Linked DNA regions of Mus musculus: all the other regions are linked to region 3. A link is a contact called in public HiChIP or PLAC-seq and Micro-C data. All regions are on one chromosome and are shown on one strand. The core of a region is the stretch at or near the end of the contact, and the rest is flanking DNA. Distances in the headings are between cores, read along the strand shown. Region 1 holds the start of Nr2f2 (nuclear receptor subfamily 2, group F, member 2). Region 2 overlaps Gm29683 (predicted gene, 29683). Region 3 has its middle 110 kb from the start of Gm24120.

Region 1 (3,739 bases), core at 47-2,546, 290 kb after region 3:
CAGAATGTTAATCCACGGAGGGGTCACATGAGCTCTGCCCAGGCGGCAGCGTTAATACGGCGAAGTGCATAAAATTGCCATTTGTAATTTGAACCTCCTGTACAAAAGTACAATCTCAGGTTGTTTTTTTTTTTTTCTGAAAAGGTGGGGGTTGGGGAGAGGGGTAAGGAGGAGGGACATATGTTGAACATGCAGGAAAAACAAGGAAAGAGAGAAAGGGAAGAGAGAGGGGGGGGACTTTAAAACAACAACAAACAACCCATTCCTTGCAGAAAGGTGAACTCTAATGAACTCTCAATCAATGCAAAGGAAAGGAAAAGCTGTCCGGAGAGGGAGAAAGAGAGAGAGGGGGAGAGGAAGAAAGAGTGGAGAAGGAAAGTCTACTAAAGCATGCGGACTGTAATGGGGGTGGGGGCTGATCTGGGTTGCAGTGCAGACCCCCACCCCCCTCCCCGGTTCCTAGTACCAAATCCCCTCCGACTGCAACCGGGAGAGCTCGGGGCTTCTGAGTCCTTACCCAGAGCAGGCTAGCCAAACGCACCCAGAGCCCCGGGACCGCGGGCGAAGGGGGAAGAAATGAGAGGCCGATACCTTCCCGTCTCATGCCCACTTTGAGGCACTTTTTGAGGCGGCAGTACTGGCACTGGTTGCGGTGGTGCTGGTCGATGGGACAGTTCCGGTTGGCGCGGCACGTGTAGCTCAGGTTCCTCCGCACGCTGCGCTTGAAGAAGCTCTTGCAGCCCTCGCACGTGAACTGGCCGTAGTGCTTGCCGCTCGACTTGTCCCCGCACACCACGCACTCGATGTGCTGCTGCTGCTGCTGCTTGTCGCTGCCCGGGCCGCCAGGGCCGCCCTGGCCGCCAGCCGCTGTCTGGGCCGGCGTGCTGGCCGGGCCCCCTTGGCCCGGCGTCTGTGGCGTGTGCGGGGCGCCAGGCGGCGGGCCCGGCACGGGCGGCGCCTGCGAGGCCTGGCTGCCCTGAGAGCCGGGCACCTCGTCCTGGGGGTCGCGCCACGTGCTGACTACCATTGCCATATCTATGGGGGCCGCGTCCGGACTTCTGCTCCCCTGGCTGCGGGCGGCGGCGGGGTGGCGGCGGCTCCCGGGTCTCGGGCTCCGGCGCGCCGCCTTTTGTGTGTGCGAGGGTGCGAGAGGGCGCGGGAGGGCGCCCCGGGTGGCTCAGGGCTAGTTGATTTGAGGTTGGTTAGTTTTTCCTTTTTTGTTTTTTTGTTTTTGCTTTTGCAAAGTTTTGTCGATTGCTTGTCTGGCCCGGTGTGTTTGTTTTGTTTGTTTCCCTCGGCTCAGCTTTGTTGGTTTCGGGGGGCTTTCCGTCCAGAGGGGAGGGCAAGGGGACAGGGGAAAGAGAGTGGGAGCAGAACGTGGAGAGAGGGAGGGGAGGGAGAGCTGCAAGTCGATTGTCTGGCTTCAAGACAGAAGTAGGAGGCAAAAAAAAAAAAAAAAAAATCTCTCTAAAGATCTCGCTCGCTCTCACTCTCCCTCCCTCTCTCCCTCTCTGGTTCACTCTCTCGCTCTCAGATCTAGTGTGCAGCGGAGGAGTTGGAGGAGGAGAAGGAGGAGGAGGAAGAGGAGGAGGAGGAAGAGGAGAAGGAGAAGGAGAGGCGACTGTCCGGGGGCCAAGTCCAGGGCAGCCCACAGTCAGCCATTCAGGAAAGCCATCGAAATCAGGAGGACTGGGAGAGCGGAGGCGCCGGGCGCGGGCGCGCCCTGGGAGCCAGGCAGGCCGGGGCGGAGGCCGGCGGCCCGCGGAGTGGCCGGAGCTCTGCCCGGGTCCGGGGGAATCAGCATGAAAGTGGTCCGCGTCCGGCGCTGCGCGGCGTCGTCCTGGCGCTGGGCCGCCGCCGCCTCCTGCCCCGGGCGCCTGGCGCGCGCCGCGCTCGCTCCGGACGCCGCCGCCGCCGCCGCCGCTCTCGGAGGCCGCTCGTTGCTCTCCGCGGGCCGCCCGGGCCGCCGCCGCCGCCGCCGAAGCCTCCGGGTCGGGCCCGGAGCCGCTGCGTCTAGCGCCGCCGCCGCCGGTGGAGTCGCTGCTGCTGCCGCTGCTGCCGCCGCCGGTGGAGCCGCTGCTGCTGCTGCTGCTGCTGCTGCTGCCGCCGCCGCCTCACACACATAGGGAAAGAGTCAACTCGCCGGCGGCGGGGGAGAGATGATAAGAGAGAAAGGAGGGCAGATCAGCACCTAGAAGCGCATCCTTCGTGCGCAGAGGGGGGAGAAACGGAGAGAAAGAATGAAAGAGGGAAGAGCAGCGCGGCACCCGGAGAAAGGAGGCAACTCCGGCAGAGGAGGAGGAGGAGAAGAAAACACACACGCGCGCACGCACGCACACACCGCGGAGAGAAAAGAGCAGAATCAAAGTGATCAAATATGCTAAAAAGGGGGGCGCGGGAGGGAATGCGATTTATAGGCGCCGGGGCTGGCAGAAGTGGCTTCTCCGCGATCAGCTCACTGAGCTCTCTATATAGTGAACTTTGACACGACTGCTGCAACTTAGCGCACGTTGCCATGGCGACGGCGCGCCTTATAAGGCAGCCGCCGGGGTTGGCCTGGCCCGGCGCGCGCGCGCCGCCCCCTCGTCGTCATTGGCCGGAGCGCAGCGGCCCCGCCATGGCGGCAGCGGGAGCAGCCCGGTCCTAGCGCGAGCGGCGTCGAGACAGCCGCACGGGGCGCGCGGGGACGGAGGGGGGCGGGGACGGGTGGCCGCGCGGTCCTGGCCACAGAGAGGGGGATGGGCCCGGGTGGACCCCGGAGCGCGGACCCCGGCCGCCCCGCATCGGGCACAGTGGTTTCCGCCCTGGCGGCAAGACTAGCGCGCGGCGCACACACTACGACTCTTAAAGGCTCCGCAAGGGGTTGAGGATGGAGCCAAAGACTTAGTCTCTCGCAACTTGGCGATGCCTCTAAATGCGCCGCTCGCGGTCCACCCGGGACTCCCGGCGCATTATGTAGAACCCACTATTCCAAAAGACTGAATAATGCTCTCCCCTTCTTTGTAGAGGGGTACGCAGCGGAGGTGGCAAGGTGCCGGGATCTGGGCTTGCAAACCAAAGATTTGGCTAGATCCGAAGGGTGGCAAATCCTTTGCTTAATGAATTCCCATCACTTGCTCGGCTTGGTAGCTCCTTTTTGTTTGTTTGTTTGTTTATAGGAAAAGAAACCGTTCGATATTTGCCTTTTTCTTTGGAGGGCTAATATTTTATAGATTTGTGGCCTGACATTTTAAATGCTCAAATGAAGCATCTCGGATGCTGAGAAACACCAGACTTCACCTCATTGTTATGATGCAATTAAAATAAATTCCTCTCAACTTTATCCTCTCTTATTGGTTTTAGCTAACTGGCCAGCCAGTGACCTGTCACACACCCGGTCATGAAAAGAGGGAGAAAGACCTTTCTGTCCGCTGATGGACAGGCGGAGGCAGCCTCTCAGCCTTGCCTGTGCACACCCTCTGTACACACATGTAAACGCACATGTATCAGATGCACATTTGTCAATGTACCCAGACAAAGACGTCCAAGACGACGCTTCTAGGTCATAGAACAGTTGAATATGGACTTCATTGTTCAAATTCTCTTTAAATACTCATATAGTCATTAAAACACACCCAGCGAGCCTGCTCCAAATGGCAATAATACCAGCATAACTCATAAGAGCCACAAACACGCCATAGTCTACCTCAGCCACTGCAGGAAAAACAAACAAACCCTACTGTCCGTGTCATTCATCTCA
Region 2 (3,977 bases), core at 706-3,205, 260 kb after region 3:
TTCATTAGCTTAAATATTTTTCCAGGTCTCCCCTGTGTCACTTTGATATTTAGATGATTTTCTTCTTCTTTTTTTTAATCATCAGTTTCCCCCTTGGAAAAAAATATCTATCTCCAGTGTCTGCAAGTGCCCGTACAATGTCACAGCGCCTCAGTCAGCCAGGACTCACTCTCTGACATCTAGCCCTGGGACATGGGACACTTCTCCAACAAGATGGGGGCTTAGTCTCTCTCTCTCTCTCTCTCTCTCTCTCTCTCTCACACACACACACACACACACACACACACACACACACACTCTCCTGTTTTTTAACCAGCAGTCAGTGCTGGCTGTAGACCAATGATGACCCTCCATTTGATTCCACTTTATTTTCCTCCTGGCCTTTTAGATTCCTTTTATTTTTATTTAAAACAAAACAAAATCTCAGAAAGTGCAGGGGGGCGGGGGAACATTCCATGGTTCAAACATGCCCAGTTTGGGGCCCGTGCATCCCTGAGTGTACTGAGTTTAAATTTTCTTTCCAAATCAGTGACTCCTGCCCTGGACATTCATTCAATCTTGCCCTGCTACAGTGGGGATAAAGGGTACTGAGGGGGAGTAGATGGGCATAATTCCTAAAATAGAACTGCTATATTTAAATGCTCTCTGCCAAATAAATATTCCACCTACAAGGCACTAGGGTGAAGACATTGGAGGCCCTTGTCTTGGTTTCAGCCTCTGACAGGAGTTTTAGAGCCCAACAGGTTGCCCTGTTGAATAAGTTGAGACAGAGACAAAACTGCGCCCAAGCAGACCCTGGGGATGAATCACCAATATGAAGCAGTCCCGGGTCCAGAGAAGGTGGGCTGACACCCCCTCTACGTGTTTGGATGCCGTGTTGCTATGATTAACTTATTAAACCCCCTCGTAATTATTTTAATTTGACTGAAAAAAATACTTTGGGCAGAGATAGGACGTGTTTGTATTTATCTCCCTCCATACCACACACACCCATAAAACCTGTGTTAAAACAAATGTTACTTTCCTCTCTCCGTACATGGGCCCTCCCTTTTTTGAAATAGACCAGAGGAACTGCCATTAGATCGAATGGCAAGTCTTTATGGAAAGTGTTTTGCATAATTACATACCAAAGCCAGAACAGTCACCTCCACATTTTATGGGTCACAAACCATCAACAATTGCCACATTATTGTCCACGAAACCTTCGTCCCTTCATTGATGGAGCGGACTCCACTGCCTAATCTAGAACGGGAGAGGATGGAAATTTCTTCTAATAAGAACCCAAGAAGATTATGTCCTCAGTGACGCCGTGTTTACATATAGTTATAAAGTTCAGAGAACCGAAGGGGAGAGGGAAGGAAATCGGACTAGGCCTGATTAAGAACACGCATCCGTGTAATATAGATAGCGCATCAAAGGAGGAGGCTGGATACCTCTCCCCTTTCAGTTTCGACCCCTTTTCTACCTTTGTGATGCTGTAATTAAGATATTCTTATTTAGACAGACAGCTTCTCTGGTAACTGAATAATATTAGCCCCTTTGATGTCAAACTTTTGACAGTTATCACACCAGCACTGGGCAATTTAGCACAAATGCCCTCCTTTAAAAAGAGAGAGAGAGAGAGAGAGATAGAAACCCCCAGTGTCTTTGAAGAAATCTAATAAGTGCGATCCTTATCACCAGGCGATTTAAATCGCCGACGACAGGCCACCTAGCTATGAATTACATTCGGTTATACATAATAAAGCTGAATTTGGGTTTCAGTTCATTGCTCGGCGGAAGAACCCTAACTGCATCACCTCTCTTCTGAATCCCAAAGTAGTTGCTCAGATGAGGAGAAAGCACCCAAGATTACCAGGCCAGGGCAAGGACGTTGAAGAGATGGGGACTAGTGAGTGCAAAGCCGAGCGCCCTTTCCCCAGTTCCGGGGAGTGGGGCAGGACCAGACACCCACTCTCCGGATGAGATGTCGCTGTTGCTTTCCTAGCCTGGCCGCCAAATTTGGGATTTGCCAGATGGTGGGATTATCTTCGCGTCTGTTATAGTGTGTGTGTGTGTGTGTGTGTGTGTGTGTGTGTGTGTGTGTGAGAGAGAGAGAGAGAGAGAGAGAGAGAGAGAGAGAGAGAGAGAGAGAGAAGAGAAGAGGAGAGATCGCGGGTGGAGGGTAGAGAATAACGTCAAGACAGAAATCTAGAGACTGAGCTGGCTCCTTGAAAATGCTCACTCGGTTACCCTTTACCCGCTTTGGGCCCTGCCACCTCCTGGACCCTCACTCGAGCCTTTGGCATCTCGGATTGGCCTCCCCCTCGGGCACAAACAACACCAGCGCCATCCGGGCCCCTCGGCGTCGGCTCCCTGCCTAAGTCTCAGGACCTGAAGCTTAGTGCCCAGATGCAAAGAGCAAGGAGTTGGGGGTGGGGGTGGGGTAGGAACAAGCCTCGTGGAGGAAGAGTGGGTGGGTAGGAGAGTTGTTAAGGGAAAGGAGCAAAGAGGGCGGAGTGGGAGGGGTGGAACGGGAATACTGACACCTGGAAGGCATTGTCTTTGCTAGAGACACCTGTCAATCTCTGCTCAGGGGTCTTGAGGCCAGGGGCGGGGAGGCCGCCGTTCTCCTTGGTGATGTCATCTAGGAGTCTCGTCCCTAAGGAGGGTGGGAATGGCTCCGAGGGCGCAGAGCCCAGAGGGCTTAGAGAAGCGTGGGGGAGGAAAAGAGAAAATAAACAGAAGTAGCTCTCTCGGCTGGCAATTTACATGGAAATCAATAATCCAACTTTAATGTTATTTTTAATCTTCCCTGACCGTCTTGCCTTTTCACTAGGGGAGAGGGGATGAGGTTACAACAGCCCATCCCTCTACCCACACAATCGCTGGGGAAGTCTTGTTATCTCAAATCCCGGTGCAACCAACCCTTCCCCCAGATCCACACCCCGCCCCCCTTTTCTGCGGGTCGTTCCAAACGCTGCCTTCAGGCTTGAGAAGGAAACACTTTGGGACGAGTTTTGAAAGTCTTCCGATACTGCACCGGGTGAAGGGGGAGTTAATTAACGCCAGGCATGCTCAGCGAGTGGGAGAGGGGGCCTCGGCGTGGGTGGGCGGGCCAGGTCGACTGCAGAGGTGCGCGCAGTGCGGGAGGCGCGGGATCTGGAGGCCCGAACTTGCGGGCCTTTGCTGGCAGGAGGTGATCGGAGGTGGCTCGGGCAGGGAGCGCGGAGATGCCCCCAAGGAGTCCCCCCGTTAATCCTGGGGAATTCTGATCTCCCACCTACTGGGCCCCCACTCCCAACCCACCGTGTGCTACAGAACTCTCATTCTTTTCGGCCGGAGCTAATTAGCAGCCTGCCAGCGGCCTGATTTATGGAAACGCTCGGGCGGGCGGAGACGCACCGCTAGCGGAGCTCTGGCTGCCTCCGGGCGGAGCGAAGGAGGAGTCTCCACCGACCTCCTCCGACGAATTTCCCTCCTCCCTGCCAGGGGGAAAAAAAGAAGAAGAAGAAGTTGCTGTTTCATCGCTTCGACCTGGCTGGTCCAGGAGCCTACCCCCTCGCCCTAACCACCTTAACCTAGGACGCGGGGATGTTTAGGTTCCTGTGGGCAAGGCAGGGACTGTGGCCCAGTAGCAGCATCCCGCAAGTGTTGAGGCCACCAGGTTCCAGCTCCGGCTAGAATCGGAGCCTTCCAGCCCTGGGATCTCAGCTCAAGGTCCCCAGTGAAGGGACGTCGGATCTAAAGGCTCTTAGGGAGCCGCAGTAGGACCAAATCAGATCTCTAGGCAGGAAGGAGAGATGGGCGACTGCAAAGGGACAGACTCAGATGTCTTTGTCTGGATCCTAGAGGCCGCCGCCGGCCGTGTTCCTTTCCACTTTCTAGTTATTTTCTTTTTGGTGTTCTCCAGTGAGGTCCTCTCTTCGGTTCAAGCGAGTGTCCAGCGAAAGGCCATTCATTATTAGAAGCATTTAGCCAGGCGTTTATCCAAAGAA
Region 3 (4,212 bases), core at 950-3,449:
GGTCACAAGTCAGGAGCAATATGAGTTCATATCTTAAAGTCACACTGTGAACGCATTCCCTGCCCCCTGTGGTATTTCACAGTGCCAACTCTCCTCCACATGGTCTCCTAATCCGCTACTGACAGAGCGTATCAGGACAGCATCCTTCAGAGTCAGCTGGAAGCAGAAGAGCTCTTTGGTGACCAAGGGGTTAAATTGATAACATATTTTTATTTTGCTTTAAAAAAAAACTATAATTTGGGGAGATGTGTTGACTGTTGATAAGCAGCCCTGAAATAATAATAGCAGGGGCTGCTTATCACAGGCAGGCAATAGTTCTATGAACATGTTCTGGTGAACTAAAAAAAATGGGAACAAAAATTAATAGTGACAGAGCTGGTAGAAACAAGCCACAAATCCGATACTGAGTCATAAAATACAGACTAACCCAATAAACACATGCTACTGTTATTATATTAATATTGTTAAAAATATCATAACATTTTAAAAATGGAATGGGGGTGGAGGGACACTGTTTTTAGAGATAATTTTTACTTTGTGTAGCTTAAAGGCAGATTTTTTTTTTTCCTACTGAAGATACTAAATCCGCAACTCAGTACGGCAAAGAACCTGGCTTAGAGTCAGCATTTAAAAGGTTGCCCACATTTGTGTCCTCCAATGAAACAAATGGGAGAGGGCGCTGGCATTTATTGGGGGTTGTCTCGTACATGTGACCTCAGTGAACTGTGCACATCTCATCTCCTGAAGGAGGAATAGCTCACACTCTGAACTGAGCAGACCTGGACCGATCCAGTCACTCCTCTGTGAAGCGAGGAGCCAGGGGAACTAAAGTCTAACCTCAAGACCTATTCCTTAACTAGGGCTGGTGGATCTGATGCTTCAGGAACTTCTACCTAAGTGTGGAGACCAGAAGAGGGGCTTTGGGGGAACTGCCACCAGAGAAGACAGCTGGGCCCATCTCGCCAAAGTGGCCATAAGTTAAGGTCAAGTTACCTCTTCTAGGATAGGTATTCCAGAGAAAGCCAGAATGGTACATTCTCAAGAGAAAGCTCACCTTTTAAACAATAGAAAAACTGAACCAAGACATGGACCCTGAGCCTCCAAGGAGCTACTTCTCAGGCCGAACACCCTGATGTATTCTTTTTCTCCCAACCGTACTTGCCCTGGAAAAGACACTACTGCACGCTTGTTTCCTGGGCTGACAGAATTCTGCTTCCGTTTGAGACGGTCCTTTATTCATCCTTCAATAAATATCATCATTCTAAGTGCTCTTGACATAATACCATGCCTTTTGTTTTTCCTCTCTAAAAAATCCCAGATGATGCATATTAACTACAGGTCACTTGCGGGTCTGTTGTCAAGTAGAAAGAGAGAGAGAGAGAGAGAGAGAGAGAGAGAGAGAGAGAGAGAACAGGGTCTCTGAAATGTTTAAAATCTGATCCTCATCACTGGGGTCTTATTTCATATAGAAGCCGTGTTTACTGCTTGACTTTTCAAGTTTAGAAGATCAACAATGAAAAGTTACTCTTCTCCCAGCTTTGGGGGATGGGGAGGGGGCAGGGAACATTTTTATTTTAAGTTGGTGTAAACAAACGCCAAGATGTTATTGGAGATGCCACATTTTTCCAGACGCATGCGCAAGGCTAGGCACTTTGTACCAGGATCTTCGCTGGGTTCTGGGATTAAATCTGCTGGGGGCCATCAAAAGAATGAGCTGATATGCCTGAATGAAATACCTTGAGTACTCCGGGGCCCTCCAGTCTTGAATATGGTCAACACAATGTAAACTTGGATATCTGTGTGAGTCTCAGGAAACGACACACAATTTACCCCCCCCCCCAAAAAAAACGTTTTCTAATATTTTTTAATCTTCTCGTGGCCAGCCTGGTAAACAACGCAAATGAGTTCCTCTTGGGCTCTGCATTTTATTTCCACGGCTGCGTTTTCTCTCTGCCCTTTATCCCAGCCCTCACTGTGTGATGTGGTTTCATTCTCGACAAGACATCAGATCTTGACTTAATAGGCAGCAAGGGTAAAACGCCAGCTCTTCACACACAGGGAACCCAGAGGAACATGCCAGCCTCCTTCCAAGATGTGATAACGTAATCTAAAGCCAGGCCCAGCCTGTCAGTTCAGACCTAAAGGGATTTGATTCAGTGTCAGAACCTTTGGCTCAGGAGGTCACTTTCTGTTCTTGCTTTTCTTATAACAAAAGAGGGGAGGGGGCGTTCCGTGGCAAGTGTGTATGTGTGTGTGAGCGGGGAGTCCATACGCTCTCGGTTTTTTCTCAAGCCCCAGGAATTCCTCAGCTGCTGTTTGTTGGGCACAGAGCCTTTATTTCAGCTTCCCGCAACATTTTCATTAGACAGAGGCTCTGAAGTATGCTTGAGACGTGGATTGTGCGACTAAAAATCTTAGGCCTCTCCACAAGCAGGCTGATTGAAATCAGCACTGTGTCAGGGCCTGTCATATCTCAGAAAAGACATAAAACACACGGAAACATCAATAAGCAACAAGCCCCTGACAGCTCCGAGACATTCCAGCTGACAAGAAGAGAAAGGGGGTGAGGTTAGGGCTCAGGGGGGATATTTAAAATGCCTAACAGCCAGCAGAAGCGTTGGCAGGCTTCAGGGAGGCCAGGGGAAGACAAGATAAGGTCTCAGGTTATCACCTGGCTCGAGGTGGATCCCTCCCAGCTAGGCCACCCGGACGAGACAATGGCACATGCCTTCCCCCCTCCCCACCCCCTACCTCTTATTTTTAAATGTTTCTACCAATCAAACTTCATGTATGGTGTTGCCCAGACAACGTGTGTGCAAGAAAAGATTTTAAAATGTAAAAAAGAAAAAGATGAAGAAATCTACAAGTTGAACAATTCTGCTTCCAGCTACAATGTACAGAAATCAAAAAGGCTTAACAAGGTGGTTTTTTTTTCTTCATTTAATTTCCTGTATACCAGAAGCTTTTGTTAAGAGATCAGAGATATTGCTATTTATTGAATTTTTAATATGATCTTTATTAAAAGGCGGCACACATGTTTGGTTTTCTCTCTCTTTCTCTCCCTCTCTTTCTTAACATGCATGGATATAAAAATCAAAGGCCAAAGAATGAGCTATGGTTGTTTGATTTGGGTGCTTCTATAATTCGGGTGAGCTTGCAGCTATAGGATTCATTTCAAATTAAAAAAAAGAAGAAAACAGATAAATAGCCCTCCTATTCTTTGTCAGACCTTTGGTATTTTGTTGGGGGTGGGGGTGGACAATATCTGTTAACTGTTTGAGCGTTTCAGACAGACAGAAGGATTAAAAATGAAAAAAAATCTGTCCTCTGGTTGTCTATGATCAATCTTGGAGGGTGAATGGAAGTGATTTGAGACTGAGGTTGCTCTGTCACAGAGTGTGTAGTACACATGTTGGTCCTAGGAGCAGACTCCTAGCTGCTCTTTAAAGGAAGTTCTTTTCATTTAAAGAAAAGCAATCTTGAGAGAAAAAAAAACTAATAAATGTGGGTTCTAGAGTCCTAGTTATAGATTCAAAAGGAGGCGCTGTGGCATCTGCTTTAGCTCAAGGCTAAGTCTGTCTCTCTGGCTCTAGAGATCCATGGATAGACTCTAGACAACGTGTTCTATCTTCACTCTTTCTCCCGCTGGGGGGAGTTGGATATCCTGGTCTTACCCATCCCTGTGACATCCCTGCAGAAGTCAGTCCTGAGCCCAGTAGCTTTGGACACACGTACCATGCTTTGCATTGTTTTAAGACCCTTCTTCCCAGGGGCACAGCTCTTCCAGCTCCCACCATGGTCTTCATCTCTATCTACACCTCTATTCATTCACTTGTTCATTCAATTGTTCATTTTGGTACTGCCTTCCTGATTAAATATTTCCTTCCTTCTGTACTTGGTGGTTACAACAGTTTGGCAGCCAGAGGCTTGGCTGTCAGCACCAAGGTACATGCCAGGAGGGGTAGCATGAAGGGACATGTGTCTGCTTAGCACTTGAGTGCTGCAGCTGGTGCTGCAGGGAAATAAGCCAGGGCCTTGCTGTGGTGTGAGTGTAGTCTGTGTCCCCCAGGGGGTCGTTAGGATGGGATGCATGGCCATGGGCTGGTCTAGTTAGAGGTCTGAGGGTCACAGGAACATGACTCTGTTACCCTGGGACCCTCTCTGACTGCCCACTTGGTGGCACAAACAGTTTTACACATGTCCCTCTGCCAC

Evidence for each region. Hi-C and Micro-C count contacts between places; a contact is called where the count stands out from the background. HiChIP or PLAC-seq counts read pairs in DNA pulled down with a chosen protein or histone mark.
Region 1: a contact with region 3 is called in a Micro-C map of the HL-1 cell line, with 10 times the contacts expected there. The contact joins the promoter of Nr2f2 here to the enhancer-like site in region 3. A contact is called at or near these places in 2 of 484 Hi-C or Micro-C datasets (the HL-1 cell line and uterus) and 2 of 115 datasets of contacts at active chromatin or transcription factors (craniofacial prominence and embryonic hindbrain).
Region 2: an H3K4me3 HiChIP or PLAC-seq map of craniofacial prominence shows a contact between it and region 3, with 4 times the contacts expected there. The contact joins two enhancer-like sites. A contact is called at or near these places in 11 of 484 Hi-C or Micro-C datasets (cerebellar granule neurons, embryonic stem cells, muscle stem cells and 3 more), 6 of 115 datasets of contacts at active chromatin or transcription factors (bone marrow-derived dendritic cells, craniofacial prominence, embryonic forebrain and 3 more) and 1 of 9 other capture datasets (embryonic stem cells).

The regions. Positions count from the first base shown.
Region 1 is chr7:70,359,297-70,363,035 of GRCm38.p6, forward strand. Nr2f2 (nuclear receptor subfamily 2, group F, member 2) reads right to left here and starts at 1,297. Exons shown (of 3, transcript NM_009697.3): 1 at 592-1,297. The coding sequence starts at 1,033.
Region 2 is chr7:70,328,501-70,332,477 of GRCm38.p6, forward strand. All of the region lies in intron 1 of Gm29683 (predicted gene, 29683), which reads right to left. Among named protein-coding and RNA genes, the nearest start is that of Gm29683, 7.3 kb to the right of the region's middle. Within about 2 kb of position 1,956, at least 104 of the 459 cell types and tissues checked have an H3K27ac peak or open chromatin away from gene starts, as enhancers often do. A contact at or near this core is called in craniofacial prominence and embryonic forebrain, where this site is marked.
Region 3 is chr7:70,065,867-70,070,078 of GRCm38.p6, forward strand. No RefSeq gene overlaps it. Among named protein-coding and RNA genes, the nearest start is that of Gm24120, 110 kb to the left of the region's middle. Within about 2 kb of position 2,200, at least 20 of the 459 cell types and tissues checked have an H3K27ac peak or open chromatin away from gene starts, as enhancers often do. A contact at or near this core is called in craniofacial prominence and embryonic forebrain, where this site is marked.